2 separate regions of the Anas platyrhynchos genome follow, and region 2 is linked to region 1. A link is a contact called in public Hi-C data. All regions are on one chromosome and are shown on one strand. The core of a region is the stretch at or near the end of the contact, and the rest is flanking DNA. Distances in the headings are between cores, read along the strand shown. Region 1 overlaps GATA6 (GATA binding protein 6). Region 2 has its middle 39 kb from the start of RBBP8.

Region 1 (3,798 bases), core at 150-2,649:
AACCCTTTCTTTGTTCTTTCTCAGCCCATCCCAAGGGCTGTCACTGAAGAGAAACAGGGATAAGTAAGGAAAGCATCTGGCCAGGCCGTCTATCGGTATCAGTGCTATTGGTGATGTATGAGCCAGAGCAAAGTCCAGCTCACACACCCAGAGCTGTGCCGGCTCAGCAGGACTAAAAGACAAAATTAAAAAAAAAAAAGAGGGAGAGAGAGAGAGAAAGAGAGAGAAATCTTTATTTTGCCAAACAGCTCCAGAAATCAGTACACTTGGAGAGCAGTTTTGTTGAGTAGGGAGGTACCCTTATAAGAGTTCTTGTAGACTTTTTCTATGTATAATCATAACACAGAACCTCCTCGGCATCTGTAGAGTAAGGCAACAGGGTACTGCATCCCCCTTCCCTCTTGCAGAGGGATAAAAACCTGGTTTATCCCTGCTTCTGGTCCAGGGAAGCAAAGTATTTCATTCTTGATGCTTTTGCTGATAAGAAATAATGGGAAACACCTTCCCTATGAAAAGCTGTTTTTTTTTTTTTTCCTTTTTTTTTTTCTTTTTCTTTCCTGCTTATATCACCTAAACGAGCATTTTCAGCCTCAGATCCAAGAGGACTCTTTTTACATAGGGCATTCTTCTATGCCCCATGACACTTGTCTGCAGGAACCACCCTAAGTCAGAACTTGGGTAAAAGTTGATGCTGAGAAGGGAGAAGGGCTTCCCAGGAGCCCTCTTAAGAGATGCCACGGGGTTTCAAAGCAATGTAACCATCCGCAGGTTGCTGGATGTGTATCCTAAAACTCCCTGTTTTTGTTTTAGTATCCTAAAGCTCCCTGGTTTAGGATAATTCCAAGTAATGTAGCTCCGACATATGCAGCCCTCTCCTGCCCAGCAGTGAGTTTCACACTCTGCTATCCAGAAGCGGCACACCAGCTAAGCATGAAAGCTGTTCAACACCAGTTAGCAACAGCTTTTTTTATCCATTTAAGTGTCAACAATGGAAAACCACAGAAGAGGGTATTTCAGCCAACAAATGCTTCAAAAGGAAAGAGATTCACCCTCTTCTCCACACCCTTGGCTTTTTAAACCCAGTGTTTCCCTGCATGGCCCTCTTTGTACTTGGATAGGGCTTTCCATCTGTAAGTCATGAGGTTCAAGCCCATGTGGCCCTCAGGCTAGCAGGACTGGGGTGCACGACCACATCAAACCCCAGGGAGCAAGAGAGCAAGGTGACCCAGCACCAAGGCTGGCGTGACAGCCCCACTGGGGCTGCTGTGCTGGTCCAGAGCAGCCCAAACCCTAGGAGAGGCTTGGTCTGACCCTTTTTGCTAGAAGCTGTTCTTCACCCAGGGCTGTGTCAATCCCTTGGTTCTCACATCAGCTCCTGCGTTAAGGAGGCAGCCTCAACCCTCTGGTTTTTACAGGCCAGGGTCTCAGCCAGTGCACATCAGCATAGCTTCTCCACAAACAGAGGAGCTATCCCACTTCACCTCAAAGGAAAATCTGGCTCAGGGAGGCAAAGACTCACACCACAGCCACTCCATGGGGTGATGGTAGTGCTGGGCATGGTGGTCGGGCATCCCGGCCTGGCAGTGCTGCCTACATAGCTGGAAAACACACAGAGAATCAAGTCTTGATCCCGTCTGCAAAGCAATGCAGAGGACTGGTCCTCAAAGCCAGGCAGGGGTTTTCTGCTCCCCTCAGTAGCTCTTAGTGGTCATCTTTTTTCAGCACCTTCAGTTTTTGCTACCCTTCAGACTTCACCTCCAGAGGGTGACAGAGGCTCACCGCAGAGGGTGACATCCAGGGCTCTGCCACACCATTTGCAGATTTTTACATACACAGGAGACCTCGTGTCTATCCATTAGCGATGGTGTGAAGGCCAAGCAAAACCATGGCAGTCCCCACAAGGTTTGGGACCTGTTCCCTAGGCTTTCATCAGAAAAAAACATCTCATGTGCACTTGTGTGGGTAGGTGTGGGACCCTAGTTTTACATAGCACTAGACGGCATAGAGAGGAACTGTAGGAATACCACACACAGACTTAGCGAGACAGAGCAGACACTTCAATGTGAGAACATCACTGCAGCCATCAGACACGCTGCCTCTATCAGGTACATCTCCGTAGCTTTTAATACAGCTTAACAACTCTGGCTGAGACAAAGGAGAAGGCACAGTGTACAGAAAAAAAAAAAAAAAAGAAAAAAACAACAAATGATACCCTTTTATTTGTAAAGCTCTGATGAGACAACTTTCCAAATGACATCCCATTTGAAAAACAATGGAAACCAACCTAACTATGCGTCAGTCACACTATACAGATTGCATCCTAAATTTTGAAGATGCCTAAATATCTCATGGAGTATTTACATATGTATCAGTTAGGTAGTAAAGTTTCATTGCAATTTGTTTCTTTCCAGCACATACTTATTCAATGGCAAAAAAAAAAGAAAAAAAAAAAAAAAGAAAAGAAAACCAAAAAATAAACAAACAAACAAAAAAAAACACAACCTGGGGATGCATTTGCTTTTTTTTTTTTTTTTTGTACAAAAGTTATGAGCAAATGGCTAGGGCAATTTTCCTGAGAGAAGGCTTGTTCTTTGAAACTCTTGCTTTAACAACTGGAAATACAGAAAGTGGACGTATTTTTTTTTCTTTTTGTTGCACTAAAAAGCCTAAGGATGCCTAGTTAAGTTTTTCTTTTAAATTATTTACGTACCATTAAGTTAAAATGTTTACATTCATTCATTCGTATAAAAACCGTTGTTAAATCTTATGCAAATGATTTAACACTGATTGCTGCAACGCAAATTGCACTTCTTTAAAAAATTATTGTATATATGGAAGAAAAATATCTGATTGCTACCCTGTTTACAAATTTTGACTGACTCTATACAGTTCAGCCGCAAAATATGAACTTTCATAAACCTCAGTCACAGTGTACTTCAAAAGTTATAATGCAGTCTTGCAAAGTGAGTAAATATCTTAAAACAACAACGAAATCTCCTTAACCAGCTCGACCCCGTGAGGCTTGTACCAAAGGCTGTGATTTCCTCCCCGGGTGTAGCTGGGCTCTGGCACAGAGGAGCAGAGCAAGACGGGTGCTGGCGATGGAGGGTGCAGGACAGGTGAAGACGTCAAATGTCCAGTTCGGGGCACCTGCGCTGACTCAAGCAGTACGTACACGCTTCCAGAGCTCTTCAGAAAGTATCTGGCTATGTCTAATAACTCAAGCCTCCGCTACTCCCTCCCCAGTGCTGACGGTGTCTGTCAGTTCTTGGGGGAGAAGGTGGTGAGAGAGTGAAAACAAATATACAATCAGAAAGGCAGCACGGCTGTGTGAGTTGAGGATGTAATTCTGGAACCTATTGACAGTTTTAAGTTTCTTTTTTTTTTCTTTTTCTGTTTTCTTTTTTTTTTTTAATTTAATTTTTATTAGGTGTGTAAGGCTGCATTAGCTATCCCCCGGTGGGCATTTGCTTTCCCTATAGTTTTCTTGCATAGATGAGGAACAGGATGCTTTGGCAGAGCCTCTTTGGGAGGGCTGAAAGCTGCCTTTGCCACCAAGGCACAGAAACAAATTCAGAGGAGCGTCCCTTGCCAGCACTCTCGCTGCTGCCACCGCCGCTCCAGAGAAGAAGAAACCCCACGTGGACATCCGGGGGCTGCCACACAGCTCCGGGATCCAGCTTGGCTGGCACCAGGTCACGCCAGAGCCAGGGCACACCAGGGATCCTGTCTCACGGACGCTGTCACCTCAGCTGTGGAGGTCAGGCTGACTCCTGTGTACAGCCCGTCTTGACCTGA
Region 2 (3,850 bases), core at 20-2,519, 140 kb before region 1:
ATTTGGTGAATAATTCCATAAGCTTTGGACACAAATTTTGTTGTATTGTCAGCACTATACATAGGGTGTTTTCCCAAAGTAAGTATGTAGAGAGCACGGCAAGTTTTGATTTTCACACTCTTCCCCTTTGGCTTCTGGTTCTCTTTCTTTCTCTCCTATCCATTCACAATCGGGCAAGGTGCTCTGCTGCTGCCTTTCATTGCTGGGCTCTTGTGCTGCTAGCCACTCTCCAGGACCTGTTCACAAAGAACAGTAAAGCTGTCCAGGACAGCTTTGTGAATCCTATTCCTCCTAAGTAGTTTATGACTTCCCTCAAGCCTGTGGAAATGCTGGTCTGCAGAGACAGCATCCATGGCATGCTGGGATGTCCATTCACTGTGGGAGCCCTGTCATGGTTATTGATGATTCTTTATTTGTAAAATAAAATAATATAAAATAAAATAACATAAAATAAAATCAAATAAAATGAAATAAAATTAAAAATCCATCATAAGGGCAGAAAAAAGATCTACTGGAACAGGGCAGCCCTGCTTGTTCCGCTGACTCACAAACATTTGGTACATATAAACTCAAATTGGTACATAATAAAATCTTCATAACTGAACACTGTGTGAACAAGTATGTTTGGTATTCCTAAAGGCCAGTCTTTTCTTTGAGTTCCTATCCATCAGTCTTTTTGTTTGACTGTGGTCTCTATCAGCAACTAAGAAAATTTTAACCTATTTTGAAACTATCATGCCTTAAAAACAGGACATAACGTGACTCCCTGCTGGGCTAAGCACTCACTGAAGTGAGCAGAGGGTTCAGAAGGTTATAGATACCCTATAAGTGCTAAAAAAGCTTAAAAAAAAAAAAAAAAAGTAAAAAAAAAGTGCAACGTCTTTTATTTCTCATCCACCCCTCTGTAAGTCTGACTACCCTACTACTATTTGAAAATCCCAGCCTGAAGGATTCACAGCCATAAAGCCCAGCACATAACAAGTTGACGTGTTACCCTGCTGCTGTTATTTCTGCGGCTACCTCCCTTTGCGTAAGAGCAATTTGATATATTTTGCATTAAGTTACAGCAAGTTCTGTGTGCCGGGGCTGGGTCCTACTATGCAACACTCAGAAGAATTGTTTGGCTTTAACAAATGCACTGCTGGCACTCATAGCACTGCTGTGAGTATTCTGGAAAGAGACCAGTCATCAGAAAGGATGCCCTTCCCAGAACTGACATGTGGTTTGCACCTTTCTCCTGAGCACTTGCTTGACTCAGTGTTATAAATGACGTAATTCCCTGCTGAGGCTACTAAGGCTGCTTTTCGTCCTCCTCTCTAGCTGTATGCACTGCTGGGACAGAGAGCAAATTCATGGCGAGATGTGATGATACATCACCACAGATGAACACAGAAAGTACAGCCTGCCTGCCCAGTGCATGGTGTGGACGCAGCCATGTGCATAAATGATTCAGCCCCTTCTTTTCCCAATAATAAAAATTTTCTGAATAATGAAAATGTTCCCCAGTAGTTGAAAATTCTACCTTAATGCCAAGACTTCTTGTAATTTAGCTATGGGCACTCTGATGACAATCTGGGCAGAGGAACCCTGTTTTATGTGTTGTGGTGAGGGTTCAGCTGCTGCCTGCCTCTGTAGGCTGGCAAGCAGTAAGTCTGAAAGGAAAAAAATGAGTTAAACTTGCCAACCAGCACCTGATTTCAGCTGGTATGCTAAGCTAAATCAAGGCTATTACAAACAGAGGGACAGAGTATGCATAGTTTCATGTCCCCCTCCCTTCTCTTCCAGATAACGTCCTCACCAGCACATAGAAATTCAGAAATCATAAGCCAAAATCAGAGGAGTGACATAAAAATTTGCTGAAATCAAACAAAAGATCTAGGTTTTCCTTGCCATCTAGCATGCAAACAGATTTCAGTTATTGTTTTGTTACTGTTCTCTACAGTCTCAGGGGATAGAATTATTGGTTTTTATTTCGTTATAGAGCTGAAATTCTCACATGGTCAAATCAAGACATTGCAAGAACCAGAGCTTTAAGGAAAGCACCAAATGTTAGTGAAGCTTGTGATAAAATCGCAAGAACTGGAAACCTTACAGAATCTCAGCCCAGAAGAGAGTTTGACTTAAAAACTGAATAAACGACAAAGGCCTATACCACCTAATGTGTATGAAAAGGTGCAATAATATTGTGAGCCATTTCTGTTCTTTTGTTAGCAATAGAGCCACATAGCAATTTCCGGGACTGTAAAAACATCCTAATAAATTTTCAGTGTTTCCTTGTGTTGGATGAATCACAGAAATGCCGCTAGCCTTGAATAGGTTTAGCATTCAGATCAACTGTTCGAGAGAAATTCAGCCGAATTGGTGCGTAACTAAAAACGGGCTGTAAATCACGGTCACAGACCATACAGGATGGAGGGCTGTTTAACAATTTCACCCACAGTAACTTCCCTTCAGGATGGAAGCATGGCCTTCATCCACAATGGGAAATGAATGTCTCAACCAAAGGGAAGACTGCACCCTCTCGCTGAGCTGGCTGGACGTGGTCAGTGTGTGAGTAAGAGGAGTGTAGGAAACAAGAAGTAACGTTAGGGACCCAGCAGGTCTTTCTGGTGCCACTCATTGACTTTAGCAGCAAAATTGCAGTACGCCATTGCCCCACGCAGGAAGCACAAGGTCTGGCTGTCCTACAACCAGCAGTAATGGGGAGCTTCTACCTCTCATTAAGACTGCCAGTTCACCTGAACTGCCCATCATCAAGTTCCTGTCTGGCAGCAGCTGACCGTGCTCAGGTTGGCACTGAAAATGTGTCCTTGCAACATCTTCAACAGCTGTGGAATGTGCTGGGGCTCTAGCAACAGAAACAAACCCCAGCAGTAATTCAGCTCACTGTTATCAGCAAGGACATACTGGTATAACTGGGATGCCCAGGAGGTCTAATTTGGCTTTGCAGTATTTGAGGCCAGTCTTGGAGGCTCCTTGGGAGAGTTGTCCTTTTTATATAGATGGTAAGAAGAAGATAAATGCTTTTTGGCAAGAACATCACGTCTTCTTGGTACTTCCTTTTAAACACTCTAATGACGCAGGGTGGACTTTGGGAGAAGTTGTAGGTTGAGCCTTTTGCTGTTTCAGCTAAAAAGGGACAATGGTGGGACACAAAGTTCCTGCGGGTGATGGGAATGGGTGGAGGAAGTCCTTCGCTGGGTAAGAGGCAGTCCTTTCCTCCGAGGCCAAAGCGGGAGCGTGTGTCGTGAGGCAGGAAGCAACGCCAGTGGTCATTTGCTTTTCTGAGAGGCCTGCCAGGCCCAGGTCAAGGCAGGCAGAACTGAAGGAGGAAAAACTGCTACAGAGGGATCCAAGAGGAAGGCCAGGAAGGAGGGGACCACAGGTAGGGATGCCAGCTGGAGCAGGCAAGCAGCAGAGGCTTGCCCTGAGGCCTTCTGGTGAGAGAGGGTGGAGGACAAGATGGAGGGGGCAGGCTGCAAGAGACACCGAAATGAAAACAGTGAAAATTGCACTAAGCCGGAAGGACTTTCAAATAACCAGGAAAAAAAAAAAGAAAAAAAAAAAAAAGAAAAAAAAAAAGTATTCCAGGTATTTCATGGGCTGAATGCATGTGTGTCTGTGAATCCTGGCCTCTTTACTCAGCCACCTCCTGCATGCTCCCCACTAGGTGCCAGTATAGGAGCACATCACTCCACAAGCGCACCAACACTGCAAACGGGCTGTGTAGTGAAGACTTTGCAAATATATTTATCTCTATACATACACACACTGCGTTCTGGGTTTACATTACTCTCTGAATATACAATATGCACAGAATTGCCAGTAGCATCTATAGCTATGTCCAGGG

Evidence for each region. A called contact is a pair of places that touch in the nucleus more often than the background predicts.
Region 2: a contact with region 1 is called in a Hi-C map of skeletal muscle, with 1.7 times the contacts expected there. The contact joins two enhancer-like sites. A contact is called at or near these places in 3 of 8 Hi-C or Micro-C datasets (F5 follicle, liver and skeletal muscle).

The regions. Positions count from the first base shown.
Region 1 is chr2:54,630,957-54,634,754 of IASCAAS_PekinDuck_T2T, reverse strand. GATA6 (GATA binding protein 6) reads right to left here. Exons shown (of 7, transcript XM_027451957.3): 7 at 2,197-3,798. The coding sequence ends at 3,697. Among named protein-coding and RNA genes, the nearest start is that of GATA6, 20 kb to the right of the region's middle. Within about 2 kb of position 1,399, at least 3 of the 8 cell types and tissues checked have an H3K27ac peak or open chromatin away from gene starts, as enhancers often do.
Region 2 is chr2:54,768,595-54,772,444 of IASCAAS_PekinDuck_T2T, reverse strand. No RefSeq gene overlaps it. Among named protein-coding and RNA genes, the nearest start is that of RBBP8, 39 kb to the left of the region's middle. Within about 2 kb of position 1,269, at least 3 of the 8 cell types and tissues checked have an H3K27ac peak or open chromatin away from gene starts, as enhancers often do.